Regions from separate parts of the Mus musculus genome. Here region 1 is linked to region 2. The links are chromatin contacts, called in public Hi-C maps. All regions are on one chromosome and are shown on one strand. The core of a region is the stretch at or near the end of the contact, and the rest is flanking DNA. Distances in the headings are between cores, read along the strand shown. Region 1 has its middle 110 kb from the start of Gm36148. Region 2 has its middle 33 kb from the start of Gm13749.

Region 1 (6,808 bases), core at 1,847-4,346, 410 kb after region 2:
TGCCGGGGCCTAGCAAACACAGAAGTGGATGATCACAGTCAGCTATTGGATGGGTCACACGGCCCCTAATGGAGGAGCTAGAGAAATTACCCAAGGAGCTAAAGGGAACTGCAACCCTATAGGTGGAACAACAATATGAACTAACCAGTACCCCTGAGCTCTTGTCTCTAGCTGCATATGCATCTAGTCGGCCATCACTAAAAAGAGAGGCCCATTGGACTTGCAAACTTTATATGCCCCAGTACAGGGGAACGCCAGGGCCAAAAAGGGGGAGTGGGTGGGTAGGGGATTGGGGGGTGGGTATGGGGGACCTTTGGGATAGCATTGAAAATGTAAATGAGGAAAATACCTAATTAAAAAAAATCTACAAGGAAATAAGTTTAGGTCTCCCCATATCCCTCCACCCCAGACAAACCTCATAACATCAAGAAATACTAGAAAATTCCTTTATGAGGTCAAAAAACATGTACGGTAAACTAAAGTTTATATTTTATTTTCCTTAAGATCTTTGAAGAGGAGTCTACCCAGATGCACCCAGGACACTAGAGATGTAGAAACAAAGAGCAGAGCAAACGCTTAAGTGTTTATGCTGGAAGACAAAGCATCTGCTCACTGGAGCTTTTCATCCCAGTCCATATTCAAAGTGACCTAAAAGCAGAAAGTTTCCCAGGACTTCTGGGATGCAGAATTATTGATTATTTTCTTAGTCATTGAAGGGGAAAAATAGAGGAACTCTCCCCAGAGGGAAGTGTTCAGACATCAATGGCCATTTTACAGGCCCGTATTTCAAGAAGTGGGCTACAACATCACACCCCACCTGGAGGTTTACACCGGCAGCTTCAATCCACTGGCCAAGGATATTTGGTCTAAGGATTTGTGTGGACCCAAATGATGGGATTTTTCAGCCATCACTTTTGCTGTTGTAGCAGGCTTAGAAATTCATAACTCTGAATTGTTTATTTACACATTACATTTAGGTTTTGGATGGTGCACACTTTTTCATCCCAGCACTCAGGAGGCAGAAACAAATGGATCTCTCTGAGTTCAAGGCCGGTCTGGTCTACATGGAGAGTTACAAGCCAGACAGAGCTTTTAGGTGGGAAAGCAAGTAGAGATAAGAAATGTCCTGAGGTCACTATCTGACACCATGAAGCACTCTGACTTGAGAACCTACTGTGTGACATACCAGAAACCCAAATGACACGTACTATCTTACTATATAAGCAGCAGAAAATGACTCATCTCTCTATCCCCTTATCCCTTCCTACCCTCACCAGGAGATGACTTCATCTCAGTTACTCAAAGTGATATTACAAGAAGCCGCAAAAAAGACAAAAGTTTGTCCTACAGATGCTCTCCTTAGAAGAATCTAGAATCTTCATGCTTAAGCCATGGAGAAGTGAAGAGTCAGCATCTGCATCTTTCCCAATGTCCCCCCATTTTCACCTGCTAAAATGAAGATGGGGCAAGGGGTTCTCCAACCTTGGACAAAACTTGTAATAACACAGCACTTGGCAGAGGCAGAGGCAGAGGCAGAGGCAGAGGCAGAGGCAGAGGCAGAGGCAGAGGCAGAGGCAGAGGCAGAGGCAGAGGCAGAGGCAGAGGCAGAGGCAGAGAGGCAGAGGCAGGTGGATTTCTGAGTTCGAGGCCAGCCTGGTCTACAGAGTGAGTCCCAGGACAGCCAGGGCTACACAGAGAAACCCTGTCTCGAAAACAAAACAAAACAAAAACAAACAAACAAACAACAAAAAAAAACCTTGTATATTGCAAATGGAGCCAGGACATAGAGGGGTGGATCATAAAGGCAGGAAAGGGGTATGTGAAATAAAATGTTGCTTGGATATTCATCAAAAGCTGGCATAAGAGACCTAAAGAGAACTTGATAGAGAACTTTTGCACGTCACTCTAGACTTTTGGATGCCAGTGGCCAGCTTTGGCTGAGTGCTGCTACACTCACACAGTTTCTCAAAGCTTCTTGGAGGTTTCTAGGTTATATGGTCTTTGCTGAAAATTACAAAATCCAAAAGAAGCAGCTGAAGACCAGGAAAGGGAAGTAACTTACAGCCAAGTACATAAAGCTCCCTAACGAGAGAGCAGAGCCAAGACTCCAGCCTTGTACTACCTGACTCCAGAGCCTGTGTTGTGGTTCTCATCACACACAAGCCTCACCAGTTCAAATCTGCTGTCCTTTCTCCATAATCTGCACCAATCACTTTATGTAGTTTTGTGTATATGAACATGGTCAACATCAGTAGTCACTCTGCTTTATATTTCGAGACAATGGAGCTTGCTGATTCTTCTAGTCTGGCTGGCCAGCAAGCCTCAGGGACTGTGCCTCCCTCCCACTTTGGGATTCGAGCTGTACACCCATGTACCTGGCCTTTCTTACCTTGAATTCTGACATCCAAAAAGGCCCTCCAGCTTGCACAGCAAACAGTTTACTGACTGAGCCAACTCCCCTGCCCTTTTTATATATTTTCATATCATACACGTACTGTATAAAAAGTCAATAGAATCCATTGCATTTAGGCAGTTCTTTGGGCTGATAGTGCACATATTCAGCTACCTCTGGGCTTATAGTATATGAATAACTATTCGCTCTACAATCTATTCAATGTTCCTGAGTTCCTACACCAAGCCAAGCATTGTGCTGCATGCCTCAGAAAGTCACAGCCCACTGGAAGAGATCCCATTAAAATGAAAATAAGCGCTTGGTTTCCCGTGGTACAGTAAGGCATAACCAAGAGATTAGAGCTTGCTTATTGAGCTGCAATCCAAAACCACATTATTGAGCTATAATTTCCTATTTGATTGACATGAAAGGACTGAGCAACTGGCCCAAGGTCAAGTCTCCAGTCAGTAGCAGTTCATTTCACTTATTTTATTGTCTCTGACATACCATGTTCTCAAGATCTGCTCTCTCTTAATAGTCTTATGTAATGTTCAAAACATATTTTATGTTTTACAGACATTTTAAAAAATTTAAGGCCAAAGAAGCAAATGTGTCAGCATTCATGTTGGGCTAGAACACATTTTGGCTGCCAACTCTCAGGACAGCAGAGCTCCTCCAAGGTCTGGCTTCCCCCCAAGCCTGTTTCCAGGCTATGGAAGCCGTTAATTCTGCCCTAAATGCATGCTGTCTCCTCATCTCCTCTGTAGCCTTCTAGCTGGGCTGAGACTTAATTGGTTTGGGTTGGATAATTCATAGTGCCTCATTAGGGCATCAAAACACATACTAGGCTCTCTAGTAATTTTCTCCCCTGAAAGAACATTGATTGGCTCCTTCACTGGGAAAAGAATTAGCTAAAGGATTCTTGGGTTTGTGAAGAAAAAAAAAAAAAAAAGAGAGAAAGAGAAAAGAAAGAGTCCACAACAGATAATTTCAAAGTGTATTGTGCAATCAGATTTCTTTGAGGCTATCTGTCGATCAGGTACCTCTGCTCTTGCAAAAGATAAAAATTAAAAAAAAAAAAATTCTCAAACCACACCAAGGGTAGCTACCAGTTAACTTGCAGAATTTATAGAAAAACTGGCTGTTCTAAAGTTCCCACTTGCTGGCTTCCCACTGTTTTCTCTTGCCTGGAGATACTCTTTATTAACACACTAAGAGGGAAACCCTGAAAGATGGCTTCTTTGCACATCTGACCGGCTGGCTACTCCACCTCCCACTCTCCCACTGTAACAGGTTAGGGCAGTGTCCCCTCCCCTCCCACTCCTCCTTAAGCAAGAAAGCATGCTAACTGTGAATACCTATGGTTCTTGGCTCTGCTGCTTCTCTGACTACGAGAGCCCACTTCGGATGGATGGATGGATGTTCTGCAGCAGGCAGAGGGATTGTGCAACCAAATAGCCCAGCTCCAGCCAGGTGTGGTGATACATACCTATAATTGCAGCACTCAGGACACTGAAGCAAGAGGATCTTCAAGGTGAGCCTGTACTACTTGAGTCTTAGGTTAGCCTCAGAAATGTACAAAGACTCTGTCTCACAAAAGAAAAAAACAAACAAACATTTCTTCTTTCTCACCTCTGAGTTGGAATAAGCCTGAGCTATGTATGGGTTTTGTTTTGGACTTTTAAAGACTTATTTATTTTATTTTATGGGCATGGGTATTTTGCCTGCATGCACATTTATGTGTACCATGTATATGCCTGGTGCCATACATGATCCCCTAGAACTGGAGTTACAGATAATGTGAGCTACCATATGGGTGCTAAAAATTGAACACAGGGCCTCTAGAGGTACAGTAAGTGCTCTTAAACACTGAGCCACCTCTCCAGCCCCTGACTTGTGTCTTACCCTCTCTCCCAGAGAGTCTAGGAAGAATGAATAAGAACATCTGGGTAATGTAATCTTTGTTAGCCTCCTCTTCTTCCTTATCCCATTTCCCAATTCCATTATGAGGATTTCTTGTCGCCTCCAAAATATGATGCTTCCATTTTACCCTCCCCCTCCCCCACCCCTTATCCCAGAGGAGCCTAAAGAAAAACATAGTTCAGTCAACCTTTAATCTTCACTGGAGCTTGGTCTTAGCCCTCAAGGTCACTCAACTTCCCATCATTACTGCGATCCGGAAACCTCTATCGTTAGGTCTGGGGGCCAATGACATGGACTTACCAAAAGTCTTAGTTCATCAAGCTTTAAAGACCTTCATCAGATGGCACTTATTATAAAAGAAGAAAAAAGGGAGACCTACCAACTTGGCCCAAGGACTTCAAACTGGTATTCATAGGAGAAAAAAAAATGTTTAGGGGAAACACTCAGTGATGATTCAGTTTGTCTTCCACATGATCTTATGCAAGACATCCTCATGCCACTGGGAGGGTCTTTTGAAGGTTCTCTAGTGTAGAATGGTGGGGCTGAGGGACAGGAGAACAATGAGACAGAAATAGTGATAAATCAATCAGGATAAATTCAGCAAGTGCTTCTTACAGACACCAAGAAGAACAAGACAAAGATTTGCTGTAGCTTTGCTCTTTACTCTTATTTTCAGACCGGTCTGTCATGAGGAAACAAGCTCAGTCTCACCAGCATCTCAGACAGATGCAGGCCTTCCTTGGTTCAGTCAAGAACTCTCCAGGCACGGTGCTACTGCGAGTCGTGGGGTGGGGGTGGGGGTGCTGACTTATCACTTTCTTTCAAATGTGATAGGACCCTTAGCGTCAGCATGAATGAAACTGTGCATGGGACCTCCTTGGAGGAGTATGGATTCTGAATCCTCCAGGACTGTCCCATAATGCCCCTGTCAGTCGGTTTTGCCTTTGGGCATCTAATTTAACTGACAAATCTGGGGAATCACACAGAGGCAGCCACCTCCCCAGTGACTTCACAGATGGGAGTCCCGCAGTGAGTAAGTTATTTCAGCAAGTTTGATGTTACCTTATGTTGAACATTCTCCTGACAGGTCTGCTCATTTGTTAATGGCATAAAAAAACTCACCGTTATTAGGCACGATTTTCCTGACTTGATAAATACCACAGCCTCCTTTTTGGCTGTTTTAATGGATGTCCTAAAGGCATCTGAATATGGCATTTTGTTTGATAGAAGCATATCAACAGCAATGTTTTTGTAATTAGTTTTGGAAGCCCCAGCCTTCAACATACAAGGTGAAGTATTCCAACGAGCAAAATATACCCACTGCAAGGACAATCATCTTTTGAGAGTCAATTGAGTCTGGGTGGGAACTTGTGCTGCCTAGTGTATGTGAGTATACTTTGCAAAATCAACTTAGCTGCATATATAAGCAGAAGTCAAATCATATCTTGGCGTGATGCCTAGCAGCCATTATATATTCGTTAGCTTCAGTCACAAGAACAATTAGTTCAAATTTTCATACAGACCAGTTTTTAAAGTCCTCAGGACAGCAAATTCTTCCTGGGATACTGCTAGCTACAAAAATCAGTACACAAAGGAAGTATATACTTTATATCTTCATCTTTTATTAATATTTTGTCAGTCAATTTGACCATAGTCAGAGACCTGGCACTACACCAAACACCATGTGTATGGTGCCAAGAGAGCACAAATTAGTGAAAAAGACATGACCCATAGGTTCAGAAAATTTGAAGTCTACAAGGAAAGTCAGACTATATTAAATAATGCCCCAAACTGAAGAGAAAATACAGGCTTGCACATAAAGAAGAGATTATACATGTGAAGCACTTGGCTCCATAGCAAGGAAGCCTGCGGTGGACATTAAATAAGGAGCAACCATCACAGCCTTACTAGAGAATTTACATTCATAAACACACAAATACTGAAAGGGAAGAAACTCATGTTGGGGGGAGCTGAGTTCTGCGTTCAGTTATAAAGGTTTTCAGAGTGAGGTTGAAGCAGAGAAGCACAGGGACCATCGCCATCAGAGAGCGGTACTGAAGCCACAACCCAGTGGCAGAAGTAGGTCAATTTCACGCAAGAGAAGCAGGCCTGGCCAGCTTAAACAAAGACTCCATCAAAGAGAGATCAAAGGAAGAGGCTGTTGAGATGGGGAGGCACACATTCACCTTAGTTGCCTGCCAGAGAAGTTTAGATTTAATAACCTACTGTTAGCTCTTTAAGAGGTATAGCTGCATAATTGGCAGGAACCATGGAACAACAAACATTCGGGCTCTTTTTTAATTATTAATAATTTTAAGACAGTGATGGAGAAACATGGGGTCAATTCTGAAGACAGGGCCCTGTGGAAATGCATAAGCCAGATGCTCGTGGGATCCGCCCTGCTCTCTCTCGGAGTGTGCTGGAGAAAGCGCTTCCTGCCGGCTATGTCTGGCACCAGCTCATGAGATGTACTGAAATGCCAAATATTTGGAG
Region 2 (6,224 bases), core at 3,353-5,852:
GCACAGGCTGGTTCTCCTGCATGCGCATCTTGGGTTGTAAGGCTTCCCACGGCCTTGATGCTGTCAATATTGGAACAGGAGCAGGGAACACACACACACACACACACACACACACTACCATGAGTCGGGGAAGCGAAAGGGTGAGAAGTTACCACTCTTTAAACCACAGGAGGGGTTGGAAAGCCAACTTACCAAAATAGCAGTTCAAAAAAAATTTTTTTGAAAAACAAATTCACCACCAAACAGTTTCTCCTGCTCCATTTATTTCAACTAGTGTGGTATTAATAGAACGCCTAACAGCAGGGAGCAGGGAAATAAATGTATTCTCACTCACAAGGGAATGACTAAATGACTCACAAATGCAAAAATAAATAAATGGCTTCCCGTGAAAATCTGAAACTGTATTACCCCAACCGAAACAACGAAGCTTTTTAACTATAACCTAACGTGCTAAATCCGATCAGTTTTATTTGAGGCCATAGATAGATCGAGCGATCAATCTCCATTATCCCCGGTTCCTTTTCATCTTCATAGTGCTATTTTTCTTCCTTCAAGACATTTCAGTTCATTTCCTCAAGCCTTCCTCAGTTTAATGGCTGATTTTCCCACCAGGAAAAAAATCTCACTTCCTCTACAGGAAACAAAGGAAACAACCAAGAAGGAAGCTTTAGAAAGATAAGTCTCAAGACTATTCAGTGAGGAGGAAGCCATTCGGGGTGAGAGGAAGATAACAGGTAGATAAATACTGTGTACCCCAGCTTCTCTCAAACCTTCTGTTAAATGTTAACAGGTGCTGCCTCCTGACACTATAAAAAGATCAACTTTTTGTCTCCTGTATAATTTGTGAACAGGTAGGCCCCGGAGGGCCTGAATGAGGTCATGCCAATTAACTCACCGGTTCCTGCAATCAGAGTGATAATGACATCCTTAGCAACCACGCTATCTATGGCACCGCCCACTGCTGTGAAAACCCTCTTCATCTAAGCAGGTTGGAGGGTGCCTGGCCAGAGCTGTGATCTCAGACCCTGCAGGCTGAGAATTACACTCACCTCCCCCACCCTCCACCCCAGTGATTCCCAGACACTCCTTCCCTAACCCAAAAGAGGAATGAGGAAATCAAATCAAATCAAAACAAACAAAAACAAACAAAATAAACTTTCTCCATCCACAAAAGCTGAGGACCGGGACTTTCCCCAGAGTCCACAGCTACTATGAGCTGCCTCATCAGAACCATCTTAGAGGAATTAATGATTGCTTGAGCCCCATCCAGCCTGCCTGGACTGTACATACTTACCCCTTGCTTTAAAAATCCTTGTAACTGGGCTGCCTTTGCTAATGGACCCTCACAGCTACTTCGTGGGACGAGATTTGATATGCCGAAGGCAGTAGAACAGAAGGCAATGTCCAAGACTAAAAGTACTTTTAAAATTCAGCTTCCTGGGACACACTGACTATATATGACAACCAGGACAGCAACCAAGAATACATCCCGCAAGTGGGCAAACTTACTTCAACAAACTTAAGCTCTAAACATTTCAGTTTGAGTCAACATTTATTATATGAACCCCCTCCCACCTGCCCCTTGGTATATTAGCTATTTGGGGAAACTTAATGAAAAAAAAGTGAGGCAAATCAGTATATCCTTACTTTCAAGGAAGTTCAAATCTATCTGGGAAAAGGGCAGGAGAAAAGAAAGGAGGAAGAGGTGAGAAGAGAGAGACAATACCCCAAAACAATAATGTGAGTTAAATGGGAAAGTAGTCTTTAGTGTGTGGAGTTCTCATGGATATAGAGGGATGTAGTTAAAACACCTGATCAGGACATTTAAATAGGTATTACAATGAGAAGCAAGGAGAGAGGAAAGAGATGAGGAAGGCAGAAAAACAGAAGCAACTGCATAGAGGCCAAGGAGTAGCTAACAATCCCCAGGAAAGCAGAGACCATGGCTAAGTAGACTTTATCCACCCCCACTTACCTGAGGTTTCTCTTTCCTGTAGCTTTAGGTACTAGCTGTCAATCATGGTCTGAAAATATTAAGTGGGAAGTTCTAGAAATAAGCAATTTTTGAATTGTGGTTGTGATGAAGTTTCCTACTGTCTGGCCTCTTCCTACCTGAATACACCATGGTTCAGCACACCTAAAGGTGTGTGTGTGTGTGTGTGTGTGTGTGTGTGTGTGTGTGTGTTTGTGTGTGTTACCTATCCATTAGCCAACTGGGAGCTGTCTCTGTTGTCAGACTGACTGCCCTGGATAACACAGGGCTTCTGCCCAAGAATGTTTTATTTCATTTAATAATGGCCTCAAAGAATTAGAATAATGTGGCTTGCAATTCTACTGTAGTCCATTGTTTTAATGTTCTATTATCATTAGTTCCTATCAGTAATCTCTTGCTCTGCCTAATTTATAAACTAAAGCTTATCATATATACATGTACATATACCATATACACATATACATATATATATATATATATATATATACAGTGTGTATATTTATGTATACGCATATAGTATTTGCATACACATACAGGAAAGACATAATAATAGGCACAGGCTTGGTGCTACCTGTGGTTTCGGGTACCTACTACATGTTTTGGAATCTCTCGCTTGGATAAGAAGGAGCTCTTGTACATCTCAGGACTTTCCAGCTTGGTTCTACTGTATGGGAGGCTCTTTATCAAAAATTTCAATAAAAATGTTTTACTTTGAGGTTTTTATTTATTATAACCTCCTTTCTTTGCCCACAGAGTTCATTTTTTCTGAAATAATAGTGCTAGCACAAGGTAGGTAAAGCAAAAGAGAAAAGAAGGAAGAAAGGAAAGAAGGAAGGGAAGGAAGGAGACTGGGGGAGTGAGGGAGAGAGGGAGGAAGGAAGGGGAGAAGGAAAAAGGAAGAAGAGGAGAAGGGAGATGAAGAAAAGGAAGGAAAGAGAGGAAGGGGGGGAAAGACGACAGACAGGATGGGAAGGAAGGCAGAGGGGATGAAGGCAGAGGGGAAGAATTTGCCAGTAACACTACTGATTACACTACCAGGGGCCCCCTACACTCTTCCAGGTCACTTCGAATTGTGTTTCAGAGAGTTCTGTTCCCAGTCAGGGAGAAGGCAGAAAGGACTGGGGAAAGGAAGGAGGAAGGCAAAAGGGAGGGAGAGCAGGAGTTAGCTGTGCAGGATGGAAACTGCCAATGGGAGACGGGGTTATGGAATGAACAGTGTGCAGCAGTAAGACTGTATTCTCAGCCTGAGTCCTTACATGCACATAGGTGGCAGCGCATGACAGGCCTATGACTTCAGAAATGATTTGCAGAGCCAGTGTTATCTATCTGTAATGTCAGCATTTACCATGTGTTTCTCATTGGAGAATATCAATTCTCTGTTTTCCTAATTGATTCCAGTAACATAGATACCCAGAATGCTGTATACCCCTCACTGATTGCTGGGCAAACATTATTGAAATGTCAATATTTGCTCTTTTTCCTAGAACATCATTGTCAAAGGCTGCAAATCATTTGGGGGCACATCTCTGATATTTAATGTATGGAGAGTGCTGATCAAAACTATTTTTTTAATTCTTCTTCATGCTTTCTCTGGTCATTTACCAGCCATCATTGCTGTTCAGAAATGTTCCTCTTAATTCCTACCAACAATACCTGCTACAAAACCCAACTTCCATCTGTGCTCACAAGCCTTATGAGAGAGAACTGAGAGCATCTCTGTGCACTGACAGTCTAGATCCTTACTCCTTGTCAGTGCGTAGGAAAGGGCAGTTCACTTGGCTATCTCACTACTTGGCCCTCCATCTCACTGAGCTTGAGTAAAATATCCATCAAAAGCCACACCAACTATCACAGGGCTTCATTACTGCGATGGTAACCACATACAACATACATCTTGTTCCATACAACATACATTGGGACGATCTTGTTCCCATGGCAATCGAGTATGCAATCCCTTTCTCATGTTTTGCTTTGCCTTAGAGAAAAGGGACTTTGTCTTGGCACAGTTGGTGACCTTTTACTAGGACATGTTCCATGACTCATCTGGAAGGATTCCCCTCCCGCAGTGCCCCCTATACACAAACACACACTTATTTGCAGGTACTTGAACAGTGGGACTCTAATGTTTGGTTTCTTCTGGAAACTCTCCCCTAGTTTAATTTTTTGAAGCCTGTGTCCTGCTATCTCATTAAATTACCATGTATTATTCTGGACATGAGTGGTACCACTTTTTTCACATTATTTTCCTGTTCCCACTGGGAAAGAATTCTTGACTTGGAATCAGATCACATCACTGGTGTATTACACGGGTCGTGGAAAGAAGAGCCTCAGCTTTCTGCCCTCCTGTCCTTCCCCACCACAATACCTCTGAAAATACTGCAATGGCTTTATTCTTCCCAGCTAGGTTGGTGGCCATCGGGGTGCTTTGACCAATAAAAGGACCTGTGATGTTTCTCAGATGTGATGTGACACGCCAGCCAGTCACATTTCTGATTAGCTATCTCGGGGCCACCTACACTTTCAGTTTGTTTCCAATTGTGTTTCAGATAATGCCGTTCCCAGTTAGGCAGATGATCACTGTAATTTCTGGTAATGAAATGGCTAGGGAGCCCGGCCTGGGCTGGGAAGAGAGCCAGAGCCCAGCGCTTTGTGAGAAACTGTGTTATGGCCTAGGACAGAGAGATGAAGCCAAGATGCTGGTTGGGCAATTACAGCACAGATGAGCTTGAATCTTGAATCTTGATCGACTGCCCACTTATACTTACGACTGGTAACATTTAGAAGAGACAGCCCTCTATGAAAACAACTCTGTAGAGAAGGCAAAGATACTTGCTATTTTTCTCTTTAATGCACCAAAGAATCACAGTTGGGCTTCCACAAATGCAAAATTACTTTCATTCACCATGAACAGTAATGGCTTCATACAGCCAGCATGGGCAAGTTAAGAATGGAGCCTTTGAGCAAGTGCTATGGTCGGAATCCAAAATGTCCCACCACAAGCTCATGTTTTCAATGTTTGGTTCCCAGTTGGTGGCACTGTTTGGAGAGGTTCTTAGGAACTTGGGGGAAGGCTTCTTTGGAAGTTCTGGCTGGCCCCTGATTCCTGCCTTTTTCTCGTCTTCTGGGCCAAGATGAGACTAGACTCCTAAAGACTCTCACAACCATGAGCTGAGATGTCCTTCCATGATGATCTGAAAGCCTAGAAAACCGTGAGCCAAAATGAATCCTTGCTCCTTTTAATTGTTTTTGCCAGCAATTTTGGTCACAAAGAAGCAATTATTACTGTGAGTTTTCAATATGCATATTGTAATACACACATTTTAATTCATGATTGTGAGAACTTTCTAGAAGGAAGAGAAGAAAAAGAAATAGCACAAAAAGGGATTGTCAGCTTTGTGCTTCATTCTTCCTTACATCTTATACCTCAAATATAATCACATTTGTTCAAATGCCCATCTCTTTAGACAGTCCAGTGAAATACTGAAACCAAGATCTAGGTGGCCTCCTTCTGACATCTGAAGTATGTCATTTAGTAATGTCACCCAACCACAGCTATGAAGAGCTTCAAGGTAGCCATCCACCTCTGTTGAGTTTGTTGATGTGGAGGAAGTGGCACGTGTTTCCCTGTTTCACTCTTGCCAGGCTGCAGGCTGGTTTCAGTCAAGATAGAGAGAGAGAGAGTCCAGGGCCAGGAGAAGTCTGTCTGCCTTAGCTAGAAGTTTATAGTAATGGCCATGTGTCCTCTGTGCCTCTAGCTGCCTTCCTGCCGACCCTGGATTCTGTAACACTGCCTTTCTCTGGGCTTTTCCAGGTCTAAGTGGGGCAACAGCCTCTACTCTGGTTAACTTCTGAGTTGAATCACCACTTCCTGTGTGGCTTCTCCTCTCTTCTACCCCCTATGCCTCTCCTCTCCTTCCACCCCACCCCCACCCCGTACTGCGAATCCTGGCACTGATACTTAGAAGGGATCCAACTTTTCTAGATTGACCCTATCACTGCCTAGAGTGTCACAGCTCCAGATTAAATCTTTAATCCAATGTCAAATGAACTCATCAAAGATTAAAATGATAGGAGAGAAACAGGAGGGATAGCTAGCATCAGCAACTCAACTGTGCTTTGCAGTGTCCCTACTGCAGCCAGTGGCAACAGCTCAGCACATCACTCATATTAGCCAATCAAATTCTCTCAAAGCATTCTGAGCTGAGCATCACAATTACCATCCTCATTTCTA

Evidence for each region. A called contact is a pair of places that touch in the nucleus more often than the background predicts.
Region 1: a Hi-C map of cerebellar granule neurons shows a contact between it and region 2, with 1.8 times the contacts expected there. The contact joins two enhancer-like sites. A contact is called at or near these places in 1 of 484 Hi-C or Micro-C datasets (cerebellar granule neurons), 2 of 115 datasets of contacts at active chromatin or transcription factors (cardiomyocytes and embryonic stem cells) and 1 of 9 other capture datasets (embryonic stem cells).

What each region holds. Positions count from the first base shown.
Region 1 is chr1:64,406,280-64,413,087 of GRCm38.p6, forward strand. No RefSeq gene overlaps it. Among named protein-coding and RNA genes, the nearest start is that of Gm36148, 110 kb to the right of the region's middle. Within about 2 kb of position 3,097, at least 23 of the 459 cell types and tissues checked have an H3K27ac peak or open chromatin away from gene starts, as enhancers often do. A contact at or near this core is called in cerebellar granule neurons, where this site is marked.
Region 2 is chr1:63,995,074-64,001,297 of GRCm38.p6, forward strand. No RefSeq gene overlaps it. Among named protein-coding and RNA genes, the nearest start is that of Gm13749, 33 kb to the left of the region's middle. RefSeq lists an enhancer at 1-1,499. Within about 2 kb of position 4,603, at least 97 of the 459 cell types and tissues checked have an H3K27ac peak or open chromatin away from gene starts, as enhancers often do. A contact at or near this core is called in cerebellar granule neurons, where this site is marked.